2 separate regions of the Mus musculus genome follow, and region 1 is linked to region 2. Evidence: chromatin contacts called from public Hi-C data. All regions are on one chromosome and are shown on one strand. The core of a region is the stretch at or near the end of the contact, and the rest is flanking DNA. Distances in the headings are between cores, read along the strand shown. Region 1 overlaps Itgbl1 (integrin, beta-like 1). Region 2 overlaps Nalcn (sodium leak channel, non-selective).

What was found. A called contact is a pair of places that touch in the nucleus more often than the background predicts.
Region 1: a contact with region 2 is called in a Hi-C map of the N1E-115 cell line, with 5 times the contacts expected there. The contact joins two enhancer-like sites. A contact is called at or near these places in 2 of 484 Hi-C or Micro-C datasets (the N1E-115 cell line and cortical neurons) and 1 of 115 datasets of contacts at active chromatin or transcription factors (fibro-adipogenic progenitors).

The regions. Positions count from the first base shown.
Region 1 is chr14:123,970,134-123,973,196 of GRCm38.p6, reverse strand. It overlaps Itgbl1 (integrin, beta-like 1), which reads right to left. Exons shown (of 11, transcript NM_145467.2): 10 at 966-1,079. Among named protein-coding and RNA genes, the nearest start is that of 1700024B18Rik, 16 kb to the left of the region's middle. Within about 2 kb of position 1,261, at least 1 of the 459 cell types and tissues checked has an H3K27ac peak or open chromatin away from gene starts, as enhancers often do. A contact at or near this core is called in the N1E-115 cell line, where this site is marked.
Region 2 is chr14:123,370,693-123,373,475 of GRCm38.p6, reverse strand. Nalcn (sodium leak channel, non-selective) reads left to right here. Exons shown (of 44, transcript NM_177393.4): 16 at 1,862-1,998. Among named protein-coding and RNA genes, the nearest start is that of AA536875, 200 kb to the right of the region's middle. Within about 2 kb of position 1,320, at least 4 of the 459 cell types and tissues checked have an H3K27ac peak or open chromatin away from gene starts, as enhancers often do. A contact at or near this core is called in the N1E-115 cell line, where this site is marked.

The DNA.
Region 1 (3,063 bases), core at 12-2,511, 600 kb before region 2:
ACCATTTATCCTCCCTAAAGTGTCTAAACATCTTTAAGATAATCAATGGCATCTCTTTGATTCCATAATTTATTAATTGAACAGTACCTACCTTTCATCACTCAGCTGGGCTCCCATATCACAGTTCTATCTTCTGTTAGTAGGCAAACCATGTATGACTTACAAATAAACATTGAAAAGCATAAAGCCCCTTCATATTAAATTAGGCAGACCTGAGAGCTGGAAGAAATCCTTGTCTAGTAAGGTGGACAGAAAGTGATTGTCTAATTTAATGTCATGCAAAAATAATCATATTTAACCAAACTAAAAATGTTTGATTACAAAAATATTTTGTTACTGAGACTTTTACCAATGGTATATTGAATCAGCTAGAAATCTAATAAGTGGGCATACATTTTATAATTAAAATATTAACTTTAGGTTAATTATTTAACTTAGTTTAATATTATTTATGGCCAATTATTAGAACTCAACAAATTTGGTTTGATGGCCATTACACAGTTAAATATTTAGTATACTCTGTTGTTATCTCTCATCTCCTCCCCATACATATTCATACATATATCCAGTTTTCTAAAAACAGCCAATACACCAACTTGTAGCTTGTGAATGCTGCTTTAAATAATACCCCTTCCCTGTCTGGACCATATTAAAATGAAATGGTTGTCAACAGACTTCTGTATTTGTATAATTGTCTTTGTGTAAGTTTATATAATAGGTTATTTTGTGAAAATTTTCCAGCAGTCATACAATCTGGCTTTCAATGTTTGCATTTTTCTAGGGAAAATGTTATTTTGTATTTACAGATGTTCATTTTTCCTTTCAGAGTTACTACACATGGGCATTGTTCATTTGAGTGCATGGACGCTGCCCTCTCTGCCCTATCTAAAGCAGTGTGTGGTAGATGTCATTTTACTCTATTGTCATTTGTGGCACAAAACAATTAGTGTAGGTCAATACTGTACCTGTGCAAATGAGACCATCGTGTTTGTCACAGTCTCTGTCATCACAGTCACAAAACTCCCCTGAAATATACCACTCTTCTCCAGAACAAATGCACTTTCCACAATGACAAGAACCTGAAATCACAAAGGGTGTTACTCACTGTCACCAGAGAAATAAAGGTTTTCATCAAGAGGAAAGTATCGTTGACACACTGACAATAGACTTGTAATAACCCATCTTCTAAAGGAAAAAAGTTTATTGAATAGCTGCTTCTCAGAGGGGAGCTTTACTTACTGTAATACATATAGGTCATCCGGGAAAGCCTTCCTTATAGATCTAGACCGTTGCAATTAGCCTTGAGCAAAAATGTTCCTTGGTCCAGTCTGGTGGAAATGTCAATGAAACAGGATGTGGCTCACCCTTAGAGATGCTCTCCCCAAAAGGTATTCAAAATAGATGGTTGACTTGTTTTTTTCTTTTTCAATTGAATTGCATTTTAAGGTCCCTGTTCTCTACAGGAATGTACTACGAAATTATATCAAATGAAGATTTTTATTTTACAATCAAAGAATTACTAAATTATTGAGCTAATCATTTTATAGTTTCATTTACATGCATTTCTTGAAATCGGAACACACAAACTTCATGCTGAGTGGCAGGGTGAAATGCTAAAAATGCAAACTTAATTCCGTATGTCTGATTGATGGCTCAGGCTTGTGCTTTAGGATTTGCTACAATCAGCAAGAGTTCTAAAAAAAAAATTTCTGAATAGGGTCTAGTCAATTTTCCCACCACATAAACTTCCTATGTGGTTTCCTCGAATTTAATTTAAAAACTATTTAGTTATTAAAATATTTTGTGGTAACAGAGAATATTACTAGCAACTTAAAATTAAAAAAAAATAGATTTGTGATGTCTCAAAAGGATTCTCTTGGTATAAATGCCTTTCAAGCCAGGCTTGAAAAATCACAAGGTTAACCTACTTTTGGTACAGCTAGTGGGACAAATACAGAATTCAAAAGGACCTCTTCCATTTCTTTGTTTGACTTTTTTGTTGGACACAATTTTCTTTTACTACAAGATGCTGGTAGTTATTCCTAAGTTACTCAAGTAACCAGTCACCTTGAGAGAATACAAAATAATAAAAGTTTTTAATGCAGTTAGAAAAACTCCAACTCGTTAAGCTTTAAATACACAGAGGAGATTCAGGGTTAAATTCTGAGTACTTCTGTTGATTAACATATGATCAAAGACTTGCAAGAATAGACAGCAGAAGACCTCAGTTTTGGGAAGTGGATGACTATGATACTGTCATATGTATCATGAAAGAATTCAAGTTAAAGTGTCCCAAGCATTTGTAAGCTCATGCCATGGAAACTGATACACATATTTTAGGTTAAAGAATCTCCCACATCAAAATTTCACTTTTGTCATCCCTCATCACACATCTTAAGGCAAAAAAGTAGTCAGAACCAGGTAAGAGATAATAACTGCATTATATTAATTTTACTTCATTGTTAAGTGCAGCACGATTTCACTTAATCTTGCTTTCCTGAGAGTCTGGACTGACTTTCAGGCTCTTTAGGTCAATATGTGGAGTTCTTCCAGTTTTGAGACATAATTGACAACCTAGCGGTTGCACAGGCCCTTATTGCTGGTCTAATGGGAAAGAGATAAAGGGTCCCTTGCATCCTCATCAACACAGAGTGTATCTTCATTTTAGAATTTACTTTTTCCTAAATTTAAATATTTTCTTTATGATTTCTAGGCATGGAAATGTTAACTACCAATTGTTTGTTTAACAAATGGTTTATAAAGCCCCTACATGGGAACTCAGCTGTCTATCATAGAGATATTCCCCAAAAGACATCACATTTAGTGGCTGACTTCCATCAGTGAAGGATTAACTACTTGAAGAATTAAGTACTTGTATTTGTTTCTAACACAGTATCTCTTATATCATGAAGTTACTTCTATAATAGAAATAAATGATTTTATATAGTCATGATATTAATATATAATATCTAGGATGCCTTTTTATGTGTATCATAATTCTTAGAAAGAGTTTACACTCACCTTTGAACTTATCATCTCTTGCCTGGAAGTGATTCTTATTAG
Region 2 (2,783 bases), core at 71-2,570:
ATGCTCTGACTGACATACACTTTACCACTGTGTCTCACCCTAGCAGAAAACACAATTCAGTCCACATAGCTTAGACCCCGCCCCCAAGAAGTGGAGACAAGAATCACACACTGCAGCCTGGGAGGTCTGTCAGTGTGGGAGAAATAATACCATGGTTTATTTTTTTCTCATTTCTTGCCTTGGGTTCCCAAGCACTCTGGTCACATCTCTTTATCTTTCTTTATCTTTCTAGGTAATTGGTCACATTATCTTTCTAGGTAATTGTCTATTCAACTATCCAGTGGGTTGTGATATGAGCTGGGTCGGGGGGAAAGGCAGGCGCCCTTTGATTTTTATAGCCTCAGAATTTTGCACGGGATCTGGCTCCCTGGATTGGTTCTAGAAGTGACAGCACAAATATCTAAACAAATGAGTCAGTAAATGCAATTGAGCAAGCTCCTACCTACACTATCAATCTCATCCGTCTCTGGCCTGCTATCACGGATTGCCTTGCTCTCTGGTCGGTCTTAATAAGTCAGCAGCTTTTTCTTTCCTTCTGGCCCCTACTTACCACTCGCAAATTTTCACCAGTTGTGTATCAGTGGCCCATTAGAAGTCAGTTACTTCTTCATAAGCTTTCATTGATGTACAGAGTTACTTTTCAGATTACTCTCATGCCATGGAGATTTCTGTGCTCTTTGTTTTGTGACCTTGGATGCTAGAGCTTTACTATCATCATCATCATCATCATCATCATCATCATCATCATCATCATCATCATCATCATCATCTCACCCGTCCCTTCTGATTAGCAAAATTTTTCTGGGCTTCTACTGACTGATAATTTCCTGATCTAAACTTTGAAATTTGAAAGCTGCATATGTATCAAAAGATGGCCTAGTCGGCCATCACTGGAAAGAGAGGCCTATTGGACACGCAAACTTTATATGCCTCAGTACAGGGGAACGCCAGGGCCAAAAAGGGGGAGTGGGTGGGTAGGGGAGTGGGGGTGGGTGGGTATGGGTGACTTTTGGTATAGCATTGGAAATGTAAATGAGCTAAATACCTAATAAAAAATGGAAAAAAAAAAGAAAGGAAGGAAGGAAGGAAGGAAAGAAAGAAAGAAGGAAGGAAGGAAGGAAGGAAGGAAGGAAGGAAGGAAGGAAGGAAGGAAGGAAGGAAGGAAAGAAAGAAAGAAAGAAAGAAAGCCCACATTACACAAGAGGCTTTGATGCTCTCTTAACCCGTTTGGAGTTAGTAAGACCAGTGTTATAGTTTGGAGAGGGATAGGAAACAGGGAAGAAAGATTCACTGCAATACACAGAGTGGTTCGTCTTAAGAGGCAGTAAAGAGTGAAGAGAAGTCACAGGAAAAGCCAGCATTGGAAGGAGGAAGATAAGAAAGCATGGACTGGATTCAAGCCAGTTATTGATTCTTAGTTCCACGTCTGCCCCAGATAAACCTTGGCTTACAAGAAATCAAATTTGTGCAGATGTAAATACATCCCCTTCAGTTAGCTAAGGAGATAAGCAAGTCTGCCTGTGCATAAAATAAATCCAAATGTTTAATTGTAAGTAAAAGCTAAAGATGTTGTGTGTGGGGTGAAAGGAGACTTGTCATTGAGAGTACAACAACAACAACAACAACAAAAACCTTCCTTTGAATTTTATTTTAAATTGGTTTAGTTTGTTCTTAACTTTTGTCCTTCCCTGAACTCAGTTTTAGGACTCAGTGAACAATCTCTGGGACCGCTGGGTGATGTGCATGGTGGGTCTTTTCTTCCATCTAGCGGCGATATGTGTAATTACATGTTATTCTCCCAAGTCTGAAATTGTTCATTACAATGGGATTCAATTTTCTTCTCCCCCACCCCACCCTTTAGCTAAAGCAAAGTGAAGCGAACGCGGACACCAAAGAAAAACTCCCTTTGCGCTTGAGAATCTTCGAAAAATTTCCAAACAGACCGCAAATGGTGAAAATCTCAAAACTTCCTTCAGATTTTACAGTTCCTAAAATCAGGTATCAGATTGTTTCGTTGACTGTATCTCTTCACAACGTGGCTTACCATCTAAGTTAACCTCAGCCTTCTTTCAGACTGGCACGTGGGTAGGTTTGGGGTTGTGTTTGAAATTGTTATCTCCTGTTCTTCTCCCTGCCTTTGTGGTACAAAGCCTTTGAGTTCCATGAGTCATCCCTTCAGAGAAGAAGCAAGTGAGACACAAGCTTGTGTCCCCGCCTCCATCTGAAGACTTTTTGGTCATGAGACCTCCTAGGTATAGACAAGGTGGACTTTTCAGTCATTAGACCTCCTAGGCATAGACAAGGTGAACTTTGCTCAGAGGGAAAGAGGACAGACTTCGATGTGAGCACTTTATCTCTAAATACATCAGGCAGGCAGCTCTGGAAGGTGTCTTTGTTACAGCAGCATTGGCTTATATGGCCATCTGGTCACAGTGTAATCTGCCTCCCACTGGTTAAAAGAACCTTAACATTTACACCCACACTGATTCAGTTTGCACTAGCTTTGCCTTCCTGCTAAACAAATGCATTCTTAAGGTGCTTGGAACTTCCTGCTTTTAATAATTGGAGGAAAGTCTTCCAATGATAACTCAAAAGGCTCCAGGTACAATCATGAAATCATATAGACTTTTCCATTTTTTTAAAATTTATTCACTTATTTATCTTTAAACATCTTGGTGAGGGATTAGGGAAGGTTGAGATTAGGTGCAATGCCAAACACTTGAAACTCCAATAGAAAAAGAGGATCATGTCACTTAATGCCTGGAGAGAGTTCTGGACATTTT